Regions from separate parts of the Rattus norvegicus genome. Here region 2 is linked to region 1. A link is a contact called in public Hi-C data. All regions are on one chromosome and are shown on one strand. Each heading gives the region's core, a stretch centred on a gene start, on an enhancer-like site or on the middle of the called end of the contact. The rest is flanking DNA. Distances are from core to core; before and after follow the strand shown.

Region 1 (6,177 bases), core at 669-3,168:
GTTGGATGGCCGTGTAATCACAACCCTGAGGGACAAACAAGAGGATCGATCCCTGGAGGGTCTGGCCAGACAAACAGTCTGACAGAACTGGTAAGCTCCAGGCTAAGTGAGAGATCTTGTTCCAAAAAAAGGTGAGAAACACCTCTGATGCCAACCTCTGCCCTCTGCACACATGTGTGTACTTGTGTGCATACGCACCCATGCAAACATAAACACGTACACATATATACAAAAACTCACTATAACTCGAGTTAATTAATAACCAAGTTCTCCAGTGATGTCAATGAAATGAGAGCAACGTTATAATTTCAAACTCTTTTTCTTTTAATAGAGAAGACATCATCTACCATGTAGCCCTGGCTGGTTGCTCTATAGACCAAGGCAGCCTAGAATTCACAGACATCTGATTGACTTTATGCAAATATCCTTTTTATCGTCACACTTTCATTGGTGAGGCTCTCCCAGACTCACAGGATGAAGACTGCCAACTAGTAAGTCTGCGTTGGAGCCTCAGGTCAGGCCCCTTGCAGGGACAGTAACTCAGAGTCAGTGCCTTTCATCGTGACAGTAATTAGTGCCCTGTATCTAGCGATGATGAAACCAGCCCTTAAGTTGGAGATACCTCAGTGTGACCCAGTTCAGTCACCTCATGATTTACGTTTTGAAAGTTAGTCGGTGTACTAATGAGAAAAGGAAGGTCCACAGTCATTAAAATAAAAGGCATGCTGAATTTTTGAAAACATGTCTATTAGTCTTCTCTTGCTAAAACTTCAATCATTTCATCAAAATGTTTTCTACAAGTCTCCCACTGGTGGCTTAGGAGGCCAGCAGCAGCTTGTGCAGGAGCAACCGGCTCCATACGTCAGGCAGTGTTTGTATATCCTCGGCGTATCCAAGCAGAGCCTTTTTAACTTTCCGTGCTACGGACAGATCTGTACTTTCCTGAACGGCAGCCAGGAAAAATCTTGAAGATTTGGCAGGAACAGGGTGGGAAGCCTGGTGCAACACCAAGCTGCACTAGAGCCGGGGCTTTCTACAAAGGCGGATGAGCAAAATCCCTCCTTTTGTTTCGCTCTCCATAGGAGCACAAATAGAGGCCCCAGATTGCAATCAGGTTCTATTGTGTAAACTTGGGGTTTCCATCGAGCCTGGCCTTTTTTGGCACTGGGATCTTCATTCTTTTTCAGCTGGAAAACCAATTAGCATTCTTTTTATATTTAGGTGTTGGTGCTCTGGGCCTTAGAACAGCTTTTGGCCATCGGCCCACATGACTGCAGTCTCTAGGGCCAGGCCTGACAAATTAAGATAAAACCGTTACTTCATGTTTTCCTCCGAAGAGAAAACAAAAACTGTTTCCTGCTCTTATTAATTAGATGGAGTCAATGTCCACATACAACAAATAGAAAGGTAGGCATAATCAGGGTGTCAACCCTGAGCCTTTATCTCTCCCCAGGCAGAGCTCCCCTGCAGGAATGTGAGAGGGGAAACCAGTCCTGTTAGAACTAAGCTTTTTTCTCTTGAGAAAAAAAAGAAAAAGAAAGCCTCAAACCATCCTTATGGTCAACAGAGGCCTCAGTCAAAGTGGCTTGCCTTTGTTAACTACAGGGTCACCCTTTGGCCTCTGTGGCATTTTTGCCTCACAGGTTTGAGTGATGTGACTTACCTGGAGGAAGGAACTATTAGCAGATTCCAGCCCTGACAAGAGGATTAGTCATAACTGGCAAGAGGGTACTGCCCAGTTGGAACAAAATAAACAGAGCCAAATAGTTCTGTATCTTAAAAGGCAAACAAAATAAAGTTCATGTTCCAGGAACGTAGTTTATGATTAGAGAAAGCCCTCTCTGGGCTGTGGTGGGTGTCAGAGTATCCAAGTATGTGGAGGAGAGGAAGAAATGAGGTCGGAATCGCCCTTCTAAGAAGTGTTCCTCTTGGTAAGCAGCCTTTGCCATGGCAACAACCTAATGCCACAGATCAGAGGAATGTGCTCCTCCAGTGAGCAGACCTCAGCCTGGCAAAGTCTCCCAGATGATGCAAAATATTTAGAGGGGAAGTGGGAAAACAAACAGAAAGGAAGCACAGCCATGTGGCTGCAGATTGAAGGCAAAAATAAGTCACACACACACACACACACACACACACACACACACACACACACACACACACACCCCAACTGTGCAAAACAGCTACAACAGCGGGTTTGTGTCCTGGGTACTGAATGTTCATCTCTTTGCTCGAAACAGCCTGCAGGGTAACTGCTTCTCCTTCAAGTCTGTCTTTGTAAATAGTGGGTAGTGGCATCCTTTAAGGAAGAAAATCAATTGAAAGACTTCTTTAAAGACTTTGTACGGACTGTTTTCTTTGCTACAGATTCTGTTCTGGAGTTGAATTATTTAACAAAGGGTCTGTGTTCTGAGTCATCCGGAAATTTTTTAGCCATTTTTTTTCTTTCTGTTAGGTTGCTGTCACGGGCAGAGAATGGTCATCTGTAATAACCCAAGGGAGTGACTAGAACATGCCCAGTCACATGCAAGAAAAAAGTAATAGACTAGTGTCTAGGTGCCAGAAATTGTCCAGTGCCCTGTGCAGGATTGGCTGCACAACCAGATTCACTAAGACGGTCTCAGTTTAGTCCCCTTGTTCAGGTTCAATTACAAACATGGCCCATTGCTCACAAAAGTGCCCTGTTTTGGATAATAAATATCTGATGGCCCTATTCATGCTCAGAGCCCACTTCTCCTACTTCATCACCCAGAACCACTATTCTGAAGTTCTTCAAAGCTCAGAACCTAAATAAAATACATAAAAATATAAAGCTAAAAGGAAGAGGTCTTGGCCACCAAAGTGTTTGCAAGCACAAGGACCTGAGTTTGGATTCCCAGGTCCCCATGTGAAACTCTAGCACAGTAGTGCGTGTCTGCAAACACTGCACTGGGGATGTGGAGACAGGAGGATTCCTGGGGCTCTGTGTTCAGTCAGTCTGACCAAATGGGTGAGCTCCAGGTCCATGGGAGACTTATCCAATAAGTAGGTTAGAAAATGAATGAAGAGGATCTGATGTCAACCATTTCCTCCACTCATTCATATATTATGCATACATACACACAACTAAAATAAAGAAAAACGACAGTTCTCTGATCCCAATAAGAGAAATCTTCAAATAGTTTCACTTCATCTACAAGAAACACAGGGAAGAGAATCCCCTTTGCTGGGGCCAGGAGAGAAACTTCCTATTCATCCCCAGCCTGCCTTCAGGAAGAGCTGGGAGCTACCCAGGAGGCTACGAACATCCATACATGCATTTCTCTGTCAGGTGCAGGAAGGCAGGCAGTCATTTCCAAATCAGACACAAGGCTGCCTCTCTTTGTGCCTTGCAGCTTGGAAGCATCTGAGAGAGGTTCACAATGAGAAAGGTTTCAGAGGGTCTGTGTTGCCCCCAGCTGCACTGCCGTGAGGCTTCTATCTGAATTAGAATGGAAACTCTTTGATCTCTTTTATATCTAAGTTTAAACCATGGCCTGGACCCAAAAGGTGGGTTAATTTTGGCAACTTCCCCTCTACACTTTTATCTAGAGATAAAAGCGCGGTTTGCAAGTGTAAACAGAAGGTGTATTTCCCTAGGCCCAGCAACCAGCATATAAAATAAATGACACTAAAAAGTCTGGTGTTCAGTCAAGCTCTGGCTTCTTCAGCTCTGCTGCCTCATTCTCTGGCAGCCATTAGAATAATTCCCTTCTGTCTTAAACATAAAGATGGTTTAACACTAAAGAACAAACTTCTTGAATTGAGGAACCCATAGGGGATAGAGACTCCATACAAAGACCAAACAGAGTCAACTAACAGGAACCTTTGGGGCTCCCAGAGACTGAACCAACAACCAAAGAGCATACGAAGGTTGGACCTAGACCCCTTCCCCGCACATATGTAGCAGATGTGCAGCTTGGTCTTCATGAGGGTTCCCCAGCAACCGGAAGAGGCTGTCCCTTACTCTGTTGCCAGCCTGTTCCTCTAACTAGGGAGTCTTGTCCAGCCTATAATGATTTAAGGTGCCAGGATGGGTTGGTACCCAGAATGGACTTCCTCCTTCTCAGAGGTGAAGAGGAATGGGGATGGGGGAGGTGCGAGAGAGGGGGGACTTGTTCTTGAAGCAATATCTTGCAGCAAAAGGAGTGACTTCTGTTGTCACATAAAATTTAAAATATGAGAGCTAGAGAGGTGTGTCAGTGGCTAACAGCACTAGCTGCTCTTCCATAGGACCTAGATTCAGTTCTCAGCACTGATAAGGCTTGGTTTACAATTATCGTCTGTAACTCTAATTCCAGGGCATCTGACATTTTCTTCGGGTCTCCAAGGACACTCCGCACATGCAGCACGCTGCAAGGAACCATGAAGTTGGCCTGGCCTAGCATAAGTTTTCAGGTTAGAGTCCATGGCTACTGGGTAAATGTGCCTTCCAGTTCTGGAGAGACTAATGTGCTCCCTTCCCCTGGCAGAGAAGGGTTTGGGCTGCTTTGTGTTTCCCTGTGTGTTCTCTTAGTAGTCAAGAAACATCAAAGCTTGACAAGACAATTGGTCTTACACATTAATCTTGTGTACCCTGTACAGTTTGAAATGTTGCTGTATCCTGGCAACTACAACTGTATAAATCCTGACAATCGCCATTATACTCTGTTTCTGATAAAGATAGAAAGGTCTGATTGCTCTCAATAAGATGGTCACAGCCGCAGTGGTGCTGTGGCCCATTCAACTGGCTTGATCTAATTTCTCTCAGCCATATCAAGTGACGTCGGCTTGGTAAGTAAGCACAGGCACTTACAGTGTACTTACATACTTGTAGCAAAATATCCATGTGTAAAAAATTTTAAAAAAATCCTTAAAATTTGTAAAGAAAACCAGGCTTTGAAAGTTAAAAAAAATTAACTTGGAACCTAGATTTGAAGATTTTCATGTGGGTTCTGTCGCTATCTGGTTGATGGTGAAATCCTCTAACAGCCGTTTTTCTTGTGTCTCGGGGGGGGGGGGGAGGGGGGGGCTGGGTTTTAAATGACTGACAGCTCGCTAAGCCCAAGAAGAACGGTAGAATATGCCCTGAACAAAACCACCATGGAGCCATACGGAGAAGTCACAACTCATATACCCATAGCCTTTATACCACTTGCACTTATCATTAGCAGACTACATGAGAAGCTCATAAGCCAGAGAAGCTTCATGCAGCCCATTTAAATGCATAGAGCAATAGTCCCTTGCGGAATGGGACATGGCACTGTTGGGTTCTAAGGGAGGACAATGGTCTTCTTACAAGGTTACGCATATGAATAGGCAGAGGTAGCTTGTCTGAGCACTAACCAAGAGGGGTCTGAGCAAAGGAATTCAGCATAGTATTGTCAGGGAGGTTGGCTTTCGGCTTAGTCTTGACAACTTGAGACAGAACGATACCAATGCTGTCCTCATACAATAGTGTAACCAATGATGGTAAACCAAGCTACACCATCTCAGGGCTGGGCAGAGGTAAGCAAAACAATGCAAATAAAGCTGTGGGTTTAGAAGTTCTGATGTAGAGAACTGAAATCTCAGGGCTGGTGAGATGATGTCTCAGCAGTTAAGAGTGTTCGCCTTTCCAGAGAATCTGAGTTCTGTTTCCAGTGCGCACATCGAACAGCTTGCAACTCCTAGTAACTCCAACTCTAAGATACCTTGATGCCTTATCATGGCCTATGCAGGTACTGACTCACATTAAACACATGCATGCATACATGCATGTGTGTGCACACACACACACTCTCTCTCAACTAATAAGTGTTTAAATGAACACAAATTTAATATAAAAATATAGTTGAATTATCCTTGGAAATTGGAAATCATTATTCTGGGTTAACAGATGGAAACAGCATTGTCTTCTAGGAAAATGTAAATTACTTATTAATTTAATGTTTAAATGACATTACCTTTTCTTGTTATATTTCTGTCTTTAGAAATGAGTACAGAGTACTACCTTCCAGGGGTAATGTTTTTCCAGGATTCTGGGTGAGAGGACATGACTCAGGCATGAGAAATACCAAGTTCCCATTAAAGTTTCCTGGCATGGTGGAGATCAGGGTTCCGCACAAAGAATGAAAGTTACATTATGTCATATGTAAGACTCAGTCTCTGTGTAGTGACCCGTGTGTGTAGCTGGACCGT
Region 2 (6,290 bases), core at 3,375-5,874, 200 kb after region 1:
GCGTGGTCGTGTTTTCATATACCTGGGAAGGAGACAAACATAAAACAAGGTTATGGACATTCAGACAAATTTCTGACACACTGTAAACTATTGCCCAAGCAAAGTGCAAATAAACTATCAGCTTCCTTCTGATTTGTACATTGGACTTGACTGGTTTATTTAGATCTTATCTGACTTTCAACCTTAAACAATAGGGGAAGAAAACAAGCCACTGGTGTAGCAGGAAAAGCTTTGAAATTGGAGGCAGAAACCTATCATCAAATCCTCAACTAATTTCAGAACCAAGTGTGACTTTGAATAAGTCCTGCAACTGAATAACTTCTCTCCTTTGGAAGCTGAAAAATCCTTAAAGCAGACTCAGATCTCATGAGAATAAGGAAGATTCGGGCAGCCCCTCACTGCTTCAATTTAAATTCCTTTTTCTAGAACCCTAGAGTCCACTTACCTGACTTTCTTCATAGCCAAGCCTTTCTCTGGTCTTTCTACATAGAATACATTGCTTTGTGTATTGTGCAATGTGATCCAAGTCAACAATTTCCCAACTATACCTGGCCCTTTAACCTAAAGGTCTTATCAGTTTAGTTACTATTTCTGTTCCTGCACTCACAGAGGGTGACATCTTATTGGTTCAAGCTAGTGAACCATATTTAGTGTCCTCCTATCTCCATTCAGTTATGGAAGTGCAGACATCGAGTTTCAGATGATAAGGAAGCTTGTTAGAAATTGAGATGTAGCAGAAAAAAACTAGAAGACACCTTTCTTAACAGGTTACATAACCATAAGACACGAATCTTCCAAATTCTCCCCCATATGAATCCCCAGAATCTGGAAAATAGGAAAGAAGGCATACGGCCCAATTTTACAAGAGGAAGAAACAACTACTAAGGTTAAAGACCTTCCCACTAGCACTTTTTAAGTGTAAGTCATGATTGAAAGGAAGTTAAGACCTTTGGCTGGCTGTTCTCTCCTTATTAATTGATGCTGCATATTAATTTCAAAGCATATGCAAGTATAGTAATATAATATCTGTATCAACAGCAGAAGCGGGCTCAGGCCCACAGAGAAGGAAGAGCTATGAAAGCTCACTAAAGTGAGAAAACATCTTAATATAGCCATGTATCTCAAAAGCCACATTTTTACTTCTGAGGATTGAATCCTTGGGCAGACCCAAGTGGCAATGGAGAGCTTCCCTTCTCCTCACAACTCAAGAGGTATTTTTTTTCATTCAAACAAGTCTTAAAAACACAGTACCCATAAGCCACTGCCTACAATCTAAGTGAGCCATCTCACTGTAAAGGACACAACAGTTTCATTATCAGTTAAAATGGAAATACTAAGGGGAGACAAGATCCAACAGAAGAAGTTTCAACAAAAAAGGTCACTGCTCAGTAGCCTAAATGTCCCCTCCATCTGACCTCTGATGAGGGTGAGAATAGGAAAAGAGATTCAGCTTTGCTCAGCAGAACACAGTGAAAGACATCCTTGGCCTGAGGTCTAACTGCCTGCCCTATGATTGATGTTGTTAAGCAAATTTGTGTGTTGTCACAGTTCCCACCCAGTGGGCCACCCTCATTTAGAAACTGGAGCAAAGAGAGCCCAATACTTTGAGATTGTCAATACAAAATTAAAAATAATTGCTCATTACATAATACAGTTATCAAAGTATTCTCTGTTGTTCAAGAAACAAGTGTACGTGTTGATTAAAAAGACAGAAGACATTGACATAATTGTGCTTTTCTCTGATAATTTTCCCACACAGAGAAAGTTATTCTGGCCCTGAAGATCATGAGACATTTATTCTTATCTCTATTGAACTGTTAACTACTAGGGAAAGTGGGTGATAGAGACCAATGTTTAGGCCTCTTTGTATCTACAGAATTCATCCTAATAACTTGCACATTACATACTTGTCAAAAATAATGGCTTAATCTGAGCTTCTGTTGAAGAATACACTACACAGAATGTACTTTGCAACATGACAACGGTTTTCTGTTGCTACACCACAATTACAAGTCCTTCTAAGTGGCACTATACCTAGTCTCTTTATAGCCTTGTGACTAGGTGTAGTGACTATACCTATGTTCACATTTTTAGAACAACGGCTTCTGATGTCTCTGCCTTTGAGTCACGAGTCAGTGCTATTGACAAGTGTGGTTATTGTATGCGAGAAATACAACTAGTACAAGAAAAAATTAAGTTTGTTTATCTGTACTAATTTGTATTTGGCTCAACTAGTGTGGTTTATGGTTACCATTTTAGACAAAGAAGGAATAGATTATAGGATGATGATTGCCACACAGTGATTCCTATTTGAATGAATGAATGAATGCACACAAACAATCCCTCTGTAAACTTGCACCCTACATACAGCTTTCAGAGGTAGAGCTAGAAACATCTCCTATGCACTGATTTCCTGGCTTGTGTCAACACAAGTTGATTGCACCGCAGGGATAATATCTATAGTTGGTGTAGACTTGTTTTTTCCCAATCACTATTCCAACAGGCGTGTTTGGAAGGAATCTTGGGAGGGTGGAAAGAGAGGATTCTCTGAGGCACAGAAGGAATGGAAAAGCAAGACAAGAGAGCAATGTTGGGAGTGTCTTCCAAGGCTGAGAAGACAACAAGAGTGCAGGGATACCCCAGGCACAGACAGCCTATACCTGTTTTCTTGTAACACTCACAATGTAATACGACCCTAATGGGGGATATTCAGCTGGAACTCCTAAGAGCCTTTACAGTGCCTTAAATGGTATAGGAGAGCAGCCCAGCCTTCATCCTTAGAGAAGACATAGCTCTGTAGACTAAGCATCAACTGTGGTTTGTAGGATCTTCCTGTGACACAATGAAGGACACTGTCATGGTCATATTTGACCTTCCCACCAGATGGGCAGAATAATAGCTTGGACCATGTTCAATTTATTCAGAGAAAGGAAAGGAATGCAACATTACTCACATCCTGTGTTTTAAAATAAAATCATATTGCTAACCGCTTTATGACCGTGATTCAAAGCAGGGCTACCTTCCACTCCGCACTTGTAGAGACCAAGTGTGAGATGGATTTTTTAACTCATTCTTTGTCACACAGCACACACATCCCTCCAAGATAGCTGAATACAACATGAATTCTCATTGCACTCTTTTCCTGGGCTGTGCTCACTTCTGCTCCTTTTGACTTGTGAAGAGTTTCTTAGATCAAGTAAGTGTAATTGGGGAACAGATGTAAGAAAATTTGGTCATCTGTGAGTTTTGTGTTCCTCTAGTAAGCAGCGATCATCTCCTGTTGCTAGGAACACATGGGAACTGTAATCCTTCTCCCCAGAAAGCTCTGAGTCATGTTGATGGCACATTTGAGATCAAAATCATCATATGTTTGAATGCTAAACATGGGATTTGAAACAATAATGTAACTTGAGGCATAAATGCAACAGCATGCCAGGCAATACCGCATGAAAGTCTCGGGGCACTAACACCCCAATGAAGAATACAGCCAAACTGGTCATAGCTTGGTGGGTCACAGGCCCTCATGACCATTTCTACTCTCTGAACTGACATAGCCAAACCAAATGCACTCCTACATTCTCAGCTAGGAAGTGCCCCACTATTGGGGGGTATTAGAAGAACCAGGTGATTCCACAAGGCTACCAAGGAGTCCTGCTAGTTTTATATATACTTGCTTATCACCCACACTATAGCAGATTCACAGCAGATTCATGGTCCACAGGTTACCAGGTTTCCCAGTGAAAAATAAAGTGAGATGGACCCTCCAAGATGGCTCTGTGCTTCCTGGATTCATGAAGGAAGGAAGTGCTGTACGTAATGCTGTACTACTCAATCTCGCTCACTTGAAAGAACCCAGCTTATTCAGCTCCCAGCCTAGGAACTCCTTGTTCTCAGATGAGATGGCATTGTGCTTTACACATCACATCCAGAACATCTTTCCCAGACTACAACTCCTTCCATTTGGTTGGATCGGCCAAGGAATAAAACTTTATCTGAGCTTTTACCCTATTGTTCCTGAAACCATTATGGCCTTCCCTGGTTAGACCCATTTAGGTACTTTGGCTCTGACCTTCACATCACTGTTTGGTTCTCCCAAGTTAATTCCAGACTATCCACTCCTCAGCGACCAGCACCTATGATGGGTCTACTATTAATACCTGTCAATCTGGGAAATGCACTTTGGCCACCATGCCAGAAACCAGTCAACTAGTTCCTCTGTGATGTTCTGCTTTCCTCCTGGGCACGCACTAGTGCTTCCTATGCCCGCATGTCTTTCATTGTCCATGTTCCTCAGATCTAGTACTAGTACTTAAACAGAAACCATGGGTTCTCCTTCTAGATGTGAACCACAGCACCTCATCTATGACCTACCACTCGCCCTCTGCCTCTTGGCTAGAAACAGAAATCAAGAGACTCTATGTAACTTCGGTGCTGAAATGGCAATGTCTATCTTAGTGCAGGCCCTCAGAAGACGGTAGTGGCCTGCGCCATAATCCTCCATCTCCGCCCATCAAGAATGCCTCCTGTATGAGTAATAATTTCCACTGAGCTGGTCTACAAAAATGTCAGGGTTTTTCTGTTACAGCAGCTGGCCTTACATTATGGAACAATCACCCATGACAAACACAATATGGGCAATGCCCAAGTGGATTACCCCAGCTGTTTGTAGCTAGCTTGCCTCTCCTCACCACAGTCAAGGATGTTCCTGCTTCCCTTCCTTCCTGCAGAGGCAGTTCTGGACATATAGGGTGAGCAGATGAGTGGGAGGCACTGTTAGGAGATGCTTCTCCAGGGAAAATCTAACTTTTCCATGCTTTATAACTAGAATTTTCCATGGTCACACAATGAGTCACTGCTAAGCCAGCATTTTCCCTACTCAGTTGGGGCATCTGTCCTCCTTTAGGACGGGGATCTGTGTCCACTTCTGGAGTAATGGTGGAAAGATAAATAATGAGAACAGTCGGAGATTAGGTCTCTTGGAAACCATTGGGAAGGCAAATCACACCAGCTTCAGGCAAGTGAGAAATGTTAAAAGCAGCTGGACGGTCTTCTCTTGATTTAAATATAGTATTGTTTCCATCCTTTGTCCAAATGACTTTAAGCCATCATGATTTTCGTGTCACTGGAAACGCACATTGCCGTGATTTAGTCCCTAAGCTGGACTGCCCAACTTATGTCTACACACAATTGAACTGAACGTCCTTTTCCTGTGAGATCAGCACTTAGCTGCTAAGCCGCTGCCATCCAGATCCACAGCGAATTAGTTTGAGATCTGGGAAGTGGAAAGACACTCTAACACGGTCTCTTAAGGGGCCCAGGTCTTCTCCAGAAGAGTTTAGATTGCTTCGGTTGCCCTCCGGGAATTCAGGAATGCTTCATCGGCCCTACCCAAAGGAGAAGGATTCCTCAGAAAAGTGCAAAGGGCAAAGGGCAAAGAGAGAGGAGAAGGCCCGTGCAGCATAAAAAGCCTCTTCACAGAGAAATGCCCAAGCCCAAAGCAAGCGTACCACTGGGCTCGCACTTAGTATAGCATGGGGGAGCACCAACTCTGCTCCTTGGCACAGTCTCTAGCCTTGGCAAGGCCCTGTGAGGCCAAACGTTTTTCTCATTGTAGCAAAGCTCTGAGTCACTATCTTTAAAAAAATACATGGGAACAATAAGACTCAAGGGGATAGCAGAGTTCCCCCCCCCAAAAAAATATTAGAAAAAAGAGGTGGGGGTGGAGCAGCAAGCATGCCTACAGACTGATTAAAGGACAAGAGCCCTGGAAAAGTCCCCTAGGAGACCCCTAGCAAGCCCTCTTTTCCTAGTACACAAGCCCAGATGGTACCCTATCCTATTTTATAATTTCCATCGCGTTCTAAAAATCATAAGCTTGGTTTTCTCGGGTTTTTTTTTCTTTGTTTTTTTGAAACGAGTGTTTGAAAAAGTGAGAAGCGCTTTAGTGCTGACCAGAGATCAACTTAGTGTGTCGCTGGCAACAGCCTTTGCAGAACTGAACTGAACCGGCAAGAGACCACGTGGAAGTCAAGTGGCAGCCCGTTTGACATTTGTCTTCAGCCCCCAAAGAGGTTAAAGAGATAGTGAATGTTTTTCCACCCATTCTCTCCGAATTCTGTAAATAGATGTCTTCAGGCTGAAACCTCAGGAAGGTTTCAAAGCCAAATAGTCTTTGGGAGCTACATCGGACGTAAGGACTTGTGTCAGGGTCAGCCATGAAGTAGCCATAGGCAGCATAGCCAGCAGGCATATAAACGGCAGTAGCTGTGTATCAGTAAAACCCTTTCACA

The links. Hi-C and Micro-C count contacts between places; a contact is called where the count stands out from the background.
Region 2: a Hi-C map of the A7r5 cell line shows a contact between it and region 1, with 4 times the contacts expected there. The contact joins two enhancer-like sites. A contact is called at or near these places in 3 of 12 Hi-C or Micro-C datasets (the A7r5 cell line, mammary epithelial cells and psoas muscle) and 1 of 1 datasets of contacts at active chromatin or transcription factors (oligodendrocytes).

Annotation. Positions count from the first base shown.
Region 1 is chr4:46,454,728-46,460,904 of GRCr8, forward strand. No RefSeq gene overlaps it. Among named protein-coding and RNA genes, the nearest start is that of Cav2, 120 kb to the right of the region's middle. Within about 2 kb of position 1,919, at least 53 of the 93 cell types and tissues checked have an H3K27ac peak or open chromatin away from gene starts, as enhancers often do. A contact at or near this core is called in the A7r5 cell line, where this site is marked.
Region 2 is chr4:46,649,012-46,655,301 of GRCr8, forward strand. It overlaps LOC103692063 (a long non-coding RNA gene), which reads right to left. Exons shown (of 3, transcript XR_005503476.2): 3 at 1-22. Among named protein-coding and RNA genes, the nearest start is that of Cav1, 46 kb to the left of the region's middle. Within about 2 kb of position 4,625, at least 10 of the 93 cell types and tissues checked have an H3K27ac peak or open chromatin away from gene starts, as enhancers often do. A contact at or near this core is called in the A7r5 cell line, where this site is marked.